Regions from separate parts of the Zea mays genome. Here region 1 is linked to region 2. A link is a contact called in public Hi-C data. All regions are on one chromosome and are shown on one strand. The core of a region is the stretch at or near the end of the contact, and the rest is flanking DNA. Distances in the headings are between cores, read along the strand shown.

Region 1 (7,206 bases), core at 4,005-6,504, 140 kb after region 2:
AACCCGTCCGGACCGGGGGCCTTTTCGGAGTGAAGGCCCATCACAACATCCTTAATTTCATTGTCCTCAATCGAGTTGTCCAGCTCAGATAACTCAAAGGGGGCATACCCCAGGTGGTCCCAGTGAACAGCACTGCTCCTCCTACCTGTCGTGCCTAGCATCTGATCGAAGTGAAGTTGTACCTCACTCAATTTGTCTTCCTGACTCGTTAACAAAGTGTCATCTTTAATTAACGATCTGATTAAATTTTTCCGCCTTCTATTATTGGCTGTTAGGTGAAAGAATTTAGTGTTAGCATCGCCCAGCCGCATCCAGGTGAGTCTAGAGTGTTGTCTTGCACTTGCCCTCTGAGCGGAGGTAATATCAAGAATCTTGCTTTTAAGAGTCCTCCTGAAATCAAATTCTTCAGAGGAAAGTTGTCTATTCTCTTGAGCTTTATCCAGTAGAGTAAGGGTGATCTGAATGATGGCCATCTTCACTTTGAAGTTGCCAACCGTATTACGTCTCCAAGCCGAAAGAGCTTTGGCAGTGCGAGCCATCTTTACGTGCAGTCGAAGTATGGCATCATTTGAGGTTACTGTAGAGTTCCAAGCTTGATGGACCACCTCGTTGAACCCCTCAATCTTAGGCCAAAAAGATTCGAACCTAAACCCTTGGTAGAAAGTACCCGAAGAGTGGCTTTGCAATAAAAGCGGGCAGTGGTCTGAAGTCATGGTGCACATGGAATGAATGTCAGCCGAGGGGAACAGGTCATGCCACTCAGTTGTTGCGAAGAACCTATCAATCCTAGTCATGGTAGGACTCATTTGTTCATTTGACCAGGTGAATGCTCTATCAGTTAGCTCAAGTTCAAGGAGATGCAGATCATCAATTGTGTTATTAAACTGCCTCATCACTCTTCTGTTGATTGACCCTTTGTTTTTCTCTCTTGCTCTCCTGATCATGTTGAAGTCACCTAGGAGAATCCATTCTGGTCTGACCATTGATTGGATGTACCGGAGCTCAGAGAGGAATATCATTTTCTCATTTTCTAGTTGTGGCCCGTAAACCCCCGTGAGGTCCCACACCTTGTCCTCCAGCCTAGAACTGATCCTCACCGATAGTGAATATGCTGCTGAACTTGGCAAGAGAGTCATGTCGAAAAAATCAGGATCAGCGGCAATAAGGATGCCACCTGAGACGCCCAAAGAAGGGAGGTGAAAAGATTGGTTGGCTAATTTGGCGCCTACTGTTTCCTTTAATACGACATTTGTCCAACTCGAAATCTTTGTCTCTTGAAGGCAAACAATGGAAGCATTGGTGGACAGAATCGTATGTCTCACGCTGTCGCGCTTAGCGGGATCATTTAACCCCCGCACGTTCCAAGAAAAAATAGAACAGTTCGGATTCATAAGGTAAAAACATCCAGTCTACTAGAGACATTGAGCTGCCAGCTCACACAAATCAGCAAGAGACTCTGGTGAACCAAAATAACAGAAGCTGAGATACTAAGCTGCCAGCACTCATCAAACAGCAAGAGACGCTGCAGAACCAAAATAACAGAAGCTAGGGCCATAAAACAGTGGAATGTTGAGCTACGACACAGTTCAGCCCCAAACCATAAACCAAAAGGGCAGAGATACAAAGGCATGCCACGGAACAAAAGGCACTGCCTATAATCGCTAAAGCTAGCAGAGGTACAACCAAGAACGTATGGAACGGAGCTGCGCCGAGCGAGGCTATCCATCTGAGGATACATTGTTCACCAAAATCACCACCGACGTGCCCAGACCAGGGGCTCAGCTCTCTCCCACATCCACAGCCTTGAGGGCAGGTGTCACCTTTCTCCCTTTCTTTTTGTTCTTCGTTGTCTTCACAATATCTTGATTTATCAACTCCAAGATTGCCTCCATATGCTTCTTGGGAAGAGGTTTTGTGAAAAAACTTGCCACCTGTTCAAGTGAATCATCGAAATCAGCATGATTAGAAGAATTAGAGCGACCGACATTTTTTGCTGCCGAGTTGTTAAGCTTGGCCAGTAGGATTTCCTGGGCTTTGGATATTGCATCTCTGTTATTCCCGGACTTAAAACGATGTTTTGCAGCCAGCCTAACACTTGCCCTTTTAGTGGTGGATTGCTTCTGGAGTTTTAAAGTATGTCTTTTTGGTGGGGTCGGAATCAGAGGTGGCTCTGGCGGATGGGTAATCTCAGCAATGAAATTAAGCAGCTGTGGATGGGACCCTGTTCCCAGAGCAGGCGAAGCCCCTAAAGGAACCTGATAGCCGCTATCAGCAGGAACAGCCTAATCAGCAACAGACGCGGTGCAATCTGTATATTGATTAACAATCGCAAGGTGAGGCTCTAAACTCCCGGTCGGACCGTCAGTGCCAAGAATAACACTAGGGCAGGTCTCCAGGGCACTGTTTAAACAGTTTTGAAATGTAAACAATTCTGAATCCTTACTAAACTCAATCGGTTGGGCAGCTGGTGTGTTGGCTGGATTATTTGTGCACAGATTGAGAAGGTTGTCGCTAGTATCTTGATTAACGATCGCAGGAAGAGGCTCTAAACACCCGGCCGGACTGACAGCGCCCAGATCAACACCTGGGCAGACCCCCAGGGCGCTGTTTAAACAGTTTTGAAATGAAAACAATTCTGAATCCTCACTAAGCTCAATCGGTTGGGCAGCTGGTGTGTTGGCTGGAATATTCGTGCTCCTAATTAGCAGGTTGTCGCTAGAGGAATAAGGCAGCACACTGTCTAAACTATTGTGAATTGAGGTGAAAACATTAGCGAGCTTGACCGTATGTGGTACCTTGCGCGTAGAGGTAGAAGGTCCCAGCGATGAATTCATGTTAACAGCGCCCAACGAACCGGATTTGCCTCCACCATCTTTAGGTCTCCCTTGGCATTCCACCTGTGGCCAGACAGCAGTAACAATGGGGTCTGCAAAAGAGACTGTCCTAACCTTTGCCTTGGGTACCCAGCGGGATGACGGCGTCATCCCCCAGCCATGGCGACGAAATGGAGTCGATCGCCCATGCCTGTCATTGGAACTGTAGCAGTCATCCATACCCCCCCGGCATCGCGACGAACGCGCCCATCCAGACAGGCTGCGATGTCGGCGGTTACCGCTGCGTCTATCTCTCTGAAAATCCCCATTATCATCATCATGATCCCAGTCACGACGCACAGTCTCTCTTCCTCTGAAATCTTCAGCACGATCTCTTTTTTCGCCCACTGAGTCCGGGGCACCATAGCTCCAAACAAACTCCCTGCGCTGCTTGCGGTTAGACGGACCCCCCCTGGCTCCCCTCCCACTAGCTCCCCTCCCACTAAGGAAAGAGAGGTCCTCCACCACCTCTATGTGGTTGCGTAGAGTGTAGACATGACCAGGTTTCAGATCAGCAGGAGCATCGTGCTGAGCACCAACCAAAGTTAGAGGGGAGTTGACCGGAGGCAGCTCCCTGTCAGGCTCTAAAACAGTTAGCAAGACCTCTTTAGGGATGTCGCAAGGGTCAGAGCACCAAGCCCAGAGATCAAATGACCTGGTGCGCTCCCTACGCCTTGTGCGCTCTTGCACATAGTGAATTGCACAGCTCTTGCCCAAGGCCTTTGAAGCCACTTCTTCCCCCCAACAGTGTACCGGGATTCCTTCAACCCGGACTTTAACTCTAAATTCAAGGTTAGTCTTTCTAGCATAGCAATCCTCCGACCAATCCCCAAAATGGAAAATCCGGCCTCGAAACGAGACCGATCTCCTGTCCAGCGCCCACTGCTTCGACCTCGGGTCCGAGAAGACGATAAAGAATTGCTCAGGGAAATGCTTGACTAGTTGATACTGACCGTGGTGCAGGTTGAACTTTTCCCTCAGCATGTCCCCTGCGGAAAGAGTGTCCACCTCATGGCTGTTGCCGTCGAAGGAGCAGACGATGGCCTTGTCGATCAACTCATCTCTCCGACGACGAAAGGAACCGGTCGCCGAGACCGCACAGAAGGCACGCGCAGGCCTCCCCCTAGGATCTCCTGGGTAGCGCGCCTCCATACCGTGACCCTCCTGGACAGCTTGAAGGTAGGACTTCTTGAGGATTGGGTGCAGCTGACCGTGAGAAGACTCCTGGGAAGGGACCTGGTACTTATGGGGGATGCTGGGCATTGGCAGTAACTCCTGGTAGTTGGAACCCCTTGATGACTGCTTGGTTGGTTCAGTGTTGACGAGCGTAGCATTGAATGGTCCCTGGTATCCTTTTTGGCTGCAAGATCTCGCCCGGTGCCCGGATTTCAAACAGTGCCAACAGCGCGTAGGGGCCGAGCAGCGGAACGCGAGATGTGCAGATGAGAGGCAGTTGTAGCATTTACCCCTGAGCTTCAATTTGAAAAGTCTAGAGCCTTTCTTGTCCGATTGAAGGTTCCGTGGAGCACCACCAGGATCCTGCAAGATCTTGCGCCACCAATGCCGCGGCCGGACAACAGACCATCCCCCCTCGTTGACATTGGGAGCTGCAGGGGATGGCTGACTGCACACACGCGACGCGGCAGGGGCCCCTCTAGCACGGCGATGGGACAACACACAGCCAGAATCCAAAGCCCCCTCCGCCTTGTAGGGGAAATGGTAGCCCGGCGAGTAGACTGCCACACTGTCGGATGAATCAGACGCAGGGAGACGCGGCAATGAAGGCCGAGATTGCAGATCTTGAACGGGTCCAACAAACCAGTGCGGAACAGGATGCGGAGTATCTGGGAGGGGGAGATCTTGAACGCGTTTGGGAGGAACCACACCGCACAGAGGCCACGAGATTGGGGAGGCACTTACCGGATCTGGGCGAGGACAGGCCTGGGGGCAGGACCCCGAGCACGCCGCGCATGGAGGCTTCCCGAGACCGACGACAGGGGAAGCGCTCCCCCCGCCCGCGGAGGAAAGGGCCCCCCTCAACGGAGACTGGGGGTCGAGGACGACGGCAGCGCCATTCGCCATCGGAGACAGGGGTTGCATCTGCCGGTCGGGCGTAGTCGAACTCTACAATGTCAAAAGCAGCAATAGTTTGGATCTGTGCGTGTCACCTAGCTTCCAGGACGAGTCGAGCCCAGGATCAGGAACGAACCATGCAAAACGAACGCCTTTTTGCCGCCAAACCAAATCAATGAAAGCGGAATCATCGTGAATAATTCGTAAACGACTTTAGCCCTCTGATGACAAAAAAAAAAAAACTGTAACAGCCGCTGTGCTGCCACTGGGCTCTGCGCCTGCCACTGGGCTCTGCGTAGAGGCAGCAAAACAGGTGGGACGGAAGTTCCACAAAGCAAAGTGCGACGAGGGAAGGGAACTGAACGAAACGAAAGGAAAGAAGAGCATAAAACTGGGAAAGCTACACGTAACCTCCCATACGGCCATATACACACGGCAACTCCTCCCCTCCCCGATCCCTTTCTCCCTCCGCGCGCGGTATCGGCCCGTCCGTCACACACACCATGGCCTCCACACCGCGGACGCCCGCGCCAGACAGGTCGCCGCCGCCGCCGCTCGTCACACACACCATGCCGTCCACGCCGCGAACGCCGGTGTCGGACAGGTCGCCGCCGCCCGTCACGCACACCATGCCGTCGACACCGCGAACGCCGGCGCCGGACAGGTCGCCGCCGCCCGTGCCCACTCCTCCCCCGCCCCTGGAGACGCCTCCGCCGCCGTCTCCCTCGTCACAGCCGGGCGACGAGTACCACACGCCGCCGCCGTCTCTGGCCGACGGGTCGCCGCGGGAGGAGGCCAGCTTCCCCAGCGACGGGGCCCCCAAGAGCCCGCAGCTCTCGCCCATGCGCCTCGCCGCGCCACGCCTCCTGCCGCCGCCCAGCCCACCCACCCCCACCGCGCAGAACGGGCAAGGAGAAGAAGGGGGCGCGAAGGCCGCGGCGCGCGAGCCGCTCCGCCTGGCGACGGGCCTCGCCCGGTCGCCGTCTTCGCAGAGGTCGCTCGCCACCGCCACCAACTCCCTTTCTCCGTCGCCCTCGCCGACGCCTCCGTCGCCGCTGACTCCCGCGCCCGTGGTCGACACCAGCAGCAACAACAATAATAACAGGAGCGGCCAGAGCACGCCCAAGCGCGCAGAGACGAAGGTGCCGCTGCCGCTGCCGTCGCCGGCCGCCACGGCTGCGGTCGCGGTTCGCTTCGACCCAGTCGAGGAGGCCGTCACGTCGCCGCTGCACCTCGGCAAGGCGCGCCTCGACCAGCAGCAGGAGCAGCACGCGGCGGCGGCGGAGAACGCGGGATCATCCGTGCCCCCCGATGTGGCGGCCGTGGCCGCGGTCGGCGAGCGGAGGGAGCTGTCGGTGACGCTGCGCCTGGCCACGGCGGTGCTCAGCCTCGCGGCCTTCTCGGTCATTGCCAGCGCCCGGACGTCCGGATGGGCCGGCGACTACTACGCCCACCACCTGCAGTACAGGTCAGTGATCGCCACTTCGCCCCCACGCGTTTCGTCTCGGCTCCTTTTTTTTTACATATTTCCTTCGGACGTGGACGGGAGTTGTTACAAGCACATTCTAAAACAAAAGGAATTTGAAACGAAATTTGAAAAATAAATACATAAAAATCCATCTGAGGGTCATTGGCAGTTGCTCTGCATTCTATAGAGGGTCATTTGACACTAACACTATAGGTCAGTCCAGACACAACATAAAAAATCATGGCTGAGGACCCGGCCCGTCTAGCATAGAGCAAGTGTCTAACTCGGTACGGCTATAGTGTTGTGTCTAAGCCATCATCTCAACCCATAGTGCTGGTACGCGCACAACACGGTTATATTTTTTATTTTAAAATTAATCGTATATATATTTAGTGTATGAATTTAACATATAACACAACAAAACTGCATCACTTGTTAGATGGATGTGTTTAAGCCTCTTATATATATGGGTGCATGTTTGAGTCTCTAAATGACACATTTTTTGCTGAATTATACAATAAACTCACATGGAATAGTGTGCTACTGGGCCGGCCAAATACGGCTAGCAGGTCGACAGGCCGTGCCTGGGCGTTGCCGCGACACGTAGGTCCATCCGGCACAGTCCGATTCAATAGCCGAGCCTAGCGGGCCATGCCTAAAACAGGCCGGGCTATGCCCAACACGGACCGTGAGTCGAGTCGGCCCGTTTGGCTATCTCATTTTATAGATTCTCATCTACACTAAGACTTTGTTCGTTTGTCCAGAAATAGAACATAAATCATTCCAGCTGAT
Region 2 (6,310 bases), core at 1,680-4,179:
TTGTTCTGATCTATGGCCATCTTCGCCCCAGTCAAGCAATTTTACTAGAAGATGGTAACATTTGACAATCAGTGTTGAGAAATGTAAGTTAAGATGGTAAACACAAAGTTTATCATGTGAACGTGCATTTTACTCCATATCTGTTATAACTTATGAATGAAAGCATGATTGCCCAAGGATGGACAAAGCGCATTCCAAAACTCAAAAGTGTAGGTTAGCACTTGATGGGGACCAAAGGTAGCACATTCTTGACGAATAGGATGCACTTTGTTGCGCATGGCAAACAATAATTTGTAAAGGGTCAAACTTACCATCCTTTTATGCATGGTGTCTAAAATGGAACAATGAGACACCTAATATTCTAGCATGAGCATGAAGCACACACGGAAGTAAAGCGTGACAGCTGATAGGAGGTACTTTATGGAGGACAGTGAGGAAACTGGAACCATCACACAGCCAAAGTAACGAATAATTGAAAAGCACTTATGGATGCCTAGGACACATTTGATATAACATTCTAATCCAATTTTAAGAATATAAGTGAATAAATTGGATGGTGGGCCAAACATATTGAGAGGGCAGCATGCAAAGGGAGATAAAGTTCTGGACATACAAATTGCTTCTGCTTTTTCAGAGCATCTCCAACCATGGGTCCTAAATAGGAGTCCTAAAAATTAAAATGAGACCTGTTTTGAAGAGTTTAGGGCCTAATTAACATTTCTAACTCCAACAGCAGGCCCTATAACGAGCCCTTTACTGTTTTTTTTGTTGCCCGCTAAAATATTTACCGCCACTTTTTCTTTACCGGTTAAAATCTGCCGCCAAAGGATGCCCCGCAGTTTCCCTGATCACAATCAGAATTAACAACAGTCATGTATTAATACCTGTAATCAGGCATCACCGTCGAGGGATCAGCGCTGCCCACAGTAGATCGATGTACAGATGCCGATGGTGTGCTCTGTCGACTATCGAAGGTGCCAGGTTCTACTCTCCCTATCGCATCTAGGGCAGCAAGCAAGGAGGTACGGCGGCGCTGCTGTGGTTGCGGCGGCGCAGTTGAGGGGGATTTGGAGCTGCGGCGGCGCTGTTTGGGGTGTGGCGCCCCTTGGTCGACGGGATCCATGCGGGCGGCGGCTTCAGGCGAGGAGACGACCAGGCGGTGGCTTGGGGGAGGCGGCCAGGCGGGGGGATTCTGGGGGAGACAGCCAGCGGCTTCAGGCGAGGAGACGACCAAGCGGTGGCTTGGGGAGGCGGCCAGGCGGGTGGATTCTGGGGGAGACGGCCAGGCGGTGGCTTGGGGGCGGCGGCTTCAGGCGAGTCGCAGCAGGAAGCGGAAGAGCATGGAATCGGTTGGGTTCAGAAGAAAAAAAAGAAAGATAGGGCCCCACTCCGTGGGTACTATATCTAGGACCCAAACACCGAGTCTTAAATCTAATTGACAAAATTTAGTGAAATAGGACTCCTGTTGGAAGCTTTTTTTTCCTCTTAAGTCCTATATTTCAATTTAAGACCCAGTTTAGGACCTGTGTTGGAGATGCTCTCATGAGTCATGTGATTTTGCTTTAGCGGGACAATGCCAAAATGTTAATTTAAACTTCTGGCTGCAAATTTCAGTGTATTTATTATCTTTTTTTTTTTGAAACATTGACCCGGTTCAGATGCTTTCCAATTTCCCTGGTCCCCTGAAAAGTGCAACATCAATCGCATGTTGCGACTTTTTGCCTAAATCGCCAGCTTTATTCTTTAACCTCCTTACTTCTAGTGGCTCATCATAAGATGAACACATGAATCATGCCTACGAAAAACTTTAACTGTTGGTTGGCTCGAATCACATGAGCGGTTACATACCAAAAAGCTGTAAGGGGACTTATCTAACAGAAGTCACGGAATACACCAAGGAGCCGAGAAAAAGCAGAGGTGTCAACTTTAGCAAATTGCCGGCAAGAAAAGGCACAGATGACACGACAGGCGAAAACAACTCGCCAAATAAACCATTTAGAACAACCACCTATAGCAAATGGCATTGCTATCTAACGATCAATTCTGCTCACCATTCTAAGCAGGGAACAGAAAATGAAGAATGAGTCACAGAGTCACAGTTTAGTATGGACTTGCGGAGAAATCGATCAGATTAGAAAACCAAATTCTAGCGCACGGCATGAAAAGCTAAAGATAACTAGCGTGGCAATGTCGTCGAACAGTTCATGGGCAATGAAAATTGGCTCGTCATCGCTATTGCACGCGTAAGCTTCAGCTGTACAAAAAGTAAGTAGTGTGGGTGCTTGAACGATACCAGCGACGTCCTGGCCGTCGTAGACGCCGCGGTGGACGGTGCCAAAGGTGCCGCGCGCGATGACGCCCTTGATGATGAGCTTGGTAGGGTCGATCTCCCAGTCCTCACGGCACCGCTGCAGTGGCGTCAGCTCCTCCGGACCCAGCTTGGCCGTTTCGCCGCGGCGGCTCCCTGTCCCAGAGACTGGGCCAACTACCCGCTCCGCGGGATGTCCGAGGTGGCGCTCGAGCTGCTCGTCCAGGCTCTTGAGGTCGATCTGGTCCGCGCGCAAGAACCCAGCGTCGCCGCCCGCGCTGGTTGGCTGCCTCATGCTTGCAGTGGTTGTAGCCGGGAGCGCCGGGGAGGTGAGCGGCGGTGGCAACGGATGCTGTGGGGTTGAGCGGCGCGGGAGGTGTCACGTGGTTTGGCTGCTGCAGTGGTGGTGGCGGCGGCTACTGGGGAAGAAGATGAAGAGGTGGCGAGGCGGAGATGATTCCAGTTCGTGCGGGAGTCTCCATGTGAGCGCATGAGATAGTGGGTTGCCGAAGTAGGCACGGCCGCACGGGGTACGGGAGGGCAAGTGACGCCGGAGGCCAGACCCGGAGGTCAGGAGCCGAGGACTCGTGTTGCGGTTGTGGGTCCCACAAGGGGTTTCGTGTGAGCAACTGAGCACTTGGACCTAGCGCTGTTCGCCTGTGAACATGTCTGTGCACAGGACCCGTTCGTGTACAAATCGACAAATCCAATCCGGATCTTTCATTCAACAACTAAGGGCCGGTTCGTTTCCGAAGGAATGCACCAAGAATAGTTTTTGTTGATCAAATTGTATAAAAATTAGAGAAACAATCTGGGTAGGAATAATTCTGGTCTTCCATTCCGTGTCAATCGAACGGACCCTAACAGGTAACTAGGGATGAAAACGGTTTCGGAATTTTTCGGAATTTCAGAAACCGATTTCAAAATTTTTCGATCGAATTCATCGGTAACGGTATTTTTCGCAAACAGAATCGGTTTTCAGAATTTTCTATCGGAATCGGCGTGGTGTTTTACCGACCGTTTCCTCCGGTTACCGGTTTTTGTCGGAAATTACCGGATTTATGTCTCGAAATTTTCCGGAATTGTGTCTCAGATTTTTTTCGGAATTTTCCATCATGTGATTTTTTTCGCATTGTCTATACGTCTCTAGATAAGAATTACTTATTTTGTATTTTTTGGACGTCTTAAGATTTTTTTAGGGATAGATGGTGTTGGAAGGCAGTTGAGATTAACGATTTGGTCTCTTGAACGAATCCATCCTTTTCTATGCACATGTTATGTATTAGTAATACATAATGATAGAGAGCCGATAGTTCGTCTTTTCCACACACTGGATTTTAGGGTTTTCCTGTGAGGCTGTGAAGGAATAAATATTTCATGAGTAAACATGTCATGTCAGCTAAATCGAGTGGATATTGTGAATTGTGAACTTTGAGTCTGTGAACTTGTGATCTTTATGAACTTGTTATATTGTGAACTTGTTATATTGTGAACTTGTGATCTTTATAAACTTTTTATATTATAAATTTGTGATCCTTGTGAACTTGTTATATTGTGAACTTGTTATATCATGAATTGTGAACTTGTGGTCTTTGTGATCTTTTGTCAACTTTGTTGTATTGTGAAGTTTGATATGTTTACTGATCGTATTTTAGATTTCGACCATTACCGGTGTATTTTCAGTACCGAACTTTCGTTTCCGATGTTTTCGAAATACCGATATCGTTTCCGTTTCCGGAGTTACCGTTTTCGATTTTATTTCTGATAAAAAATATGAAAACAGTAATGGTTTATATATTTACCGACCGTTTTCATCCCTAAAGGTAACGTGTTTTATAAAAAAATCCTTCCACGCTTACCCGTGCTCAGCTGCACATTTGGAAAAAAACTCTGCACGCTCAACTATTGATTGTTAGATAAAATGTATAGGTTAGATTTGTGCACGAAGAGGATCTTATGTATATGATATGTTCTTATAGTCTTTCACTAGCTCAGTACCCGTGCGTTGCAACGGGATTATATAATAGTTCGATAACTTATATATACAAATGTGTGTTATATTGTTATGAGATGGAGGACGACATCCACGAGCCGTCCGGGATGACGTTGAAGAGAAACTCGGGCCTGTGACGCACGAGCACTCACCTAGTAGTGTATTATACAAGATTTAACAAGACAATTTAAAGGCAAAAATTCAAGAATGATCTTTCATAGACTACTGTAAATTCATGACTAAAAGCCCACTGTAATTGACTTGCTTGAAGAACACAATAATACTACTGTGAATATGTGATACAACTTAATCACAGTAGTAAAATTACATCTGATGTTGTATTTGGTAAAAAAAATTCAGAGTTCAGAGCCAACAACTAAACTCAGGTGTTACAAGGTACAACGAACCTTACTATTCAGATTATTAATATAAAAACTCAAGATAGGTGTAATCCTCAAACAATCATAAGCAATGTGTATAGGAATTTTAGGCATAATGGTGCCTACCACATGCTTTAGTATTCAGATTATTAACACAAACTCATGACATAATGACCAAAAAATATTAACACACAAACATGGACATAATGTTGTTTAGGAATTTCAGACATATATAGAGGTCAAATAGAGGAATTTTAGACAATGAACAATTATCATCATCAATAGGCTAGAGTTCAAATTCTTAATATATGAACTTGACATATAATAGTGCCTCTTGCAGTGTCGCCTTAGTTTAAAAGCAGTAATATGGCATAGAGAGGAGAGGAGAGGAGAGGAGAGAAGAGACGAGAGGAAATAAACAATATCTATTGCTTTCCATATAAACTCATAAAGTTATATATATTCCAATCCCATGGAGAGATGAGGGGAGGAGAGCTACAAAAACCAATCCTGTTCTGTTTCTCCTTTTAGGCCTAACCCTATGCAGCAGCATATTCATCCAAGAAACCAACAACCTGTAACATATCCCTTATTATCCTACCCATTACAAACTTGTCATTAAAATTAAATTCAGTACTGACTAATATTATCTCGATCAATCTTCAAGGACATCAAGCTCGATTTTGCTATGCTACAGAGAATGGTGCATGTGGACCCTTCTTCCTTATATGCATCAGGTGGTCTAAAGTTAGCTTTAACCTTTAGCCCACCTTACATTAGAGATTTGGACATCAAAAGAAAGCTAAAACATTCTAAAGCTTTTAGATCTCTATGTTTAGAAGAGGGAGGCAAACATGCCCTAGAATATTGGAGATCGCAGCTGCTGCTATCACCAAGTAACACACTAAGATATCAAAGACCACAACTGCTTCTATCACCGTTTAAATTACAGGATTCAGTAGTGGTGCTTTTGCTTCTACCTTAACAACTAAGATCTCAATCCATCTTAATTTGTCCAACCGAACTCTGAATGAAAAAAGGAATCACATTTCAGGAATGATTGACGAGTTAGCACAATGCAGGTTCAGAACCTTTGGTGATTTCCAAAATAAAGACTCACATGTATGTCTATAGCAATTTATACTTTTAAAAATGTATACTTATTGAGACCTGATAACCACATTTAGCTAGCTTATCAGGAGGGAGCATGGTAACTCATAATGCCTTGTAATTACTGAATACTGATGAACCAGTGGAGCCATACCTCATTGACATCCTCAAGTAGCTCTGACAAACAAATTAGGGGACATGACAAATAAATTAGGGGACACTACCTCTGCGTATCTGCACAAGGGCCCAAGAGAGGTGGGGCCCGGCCATAGGAACGGAGCTCTCAGCTCCCACACCGTGCACCAGTGAATGCGAGCAGCTGGTCTGACCTTCCAGTAATCCGATCTGCATGCAGTGTGATCCAGGATTCACGTGGATAAGGATGAAATCAAGAGAGCGCTAGCTAGGATCACACGCCAATAGCACAAGGAAGGAAGGAATGAGCGAGCGAACCTTGAGGAAAACATCGCCGACGGGCTTCTTTGTGTGGCTCTCCGTCGTTGGTCGCAACCCCCGCCA

Evidence for each region. A called contact is a pair of places that touch in the nucleus more often than the background predicts.
Region 1: a contact with region 2 is called in a Hi-C map of endosperm, with 2.5 times the contacts expected there. The contact joins the promoter of LOC103651447 here to the promoter of LOC100194330 in region 2. A contact is called at or near these places in 7 of 25 Hi-C or Micro-C datasets (bundle sheath, ear, endosperm and 1 more).

The regions. Positions count from the first base shown.
Region 1 is chr3:220,886,290-220,893,495 of Zm-B73-REFERENCE-NAM-5.0, forward strand. LOC103651447 (CASP-like protein 4U1) reads left to right here and starts at 5,255. Exons shown (of 3, transcript XM_008677075.4): 1 at 5,255-6,414. The coding sequence starts at 5,450.
Region 2 is chr3:220,746,638-220,752,947 of Zm-B73-REFERENCE-NAM-5.0, forward strand. LOC100194330 (putative protein kinase superfamily protein) reads right to left here and starts at 2,930. Exons shown (of 6, transcript NM_001359458.1): 1 at 2,294-2,930; 2 at 1-44. The coding sequence starts at 2,603.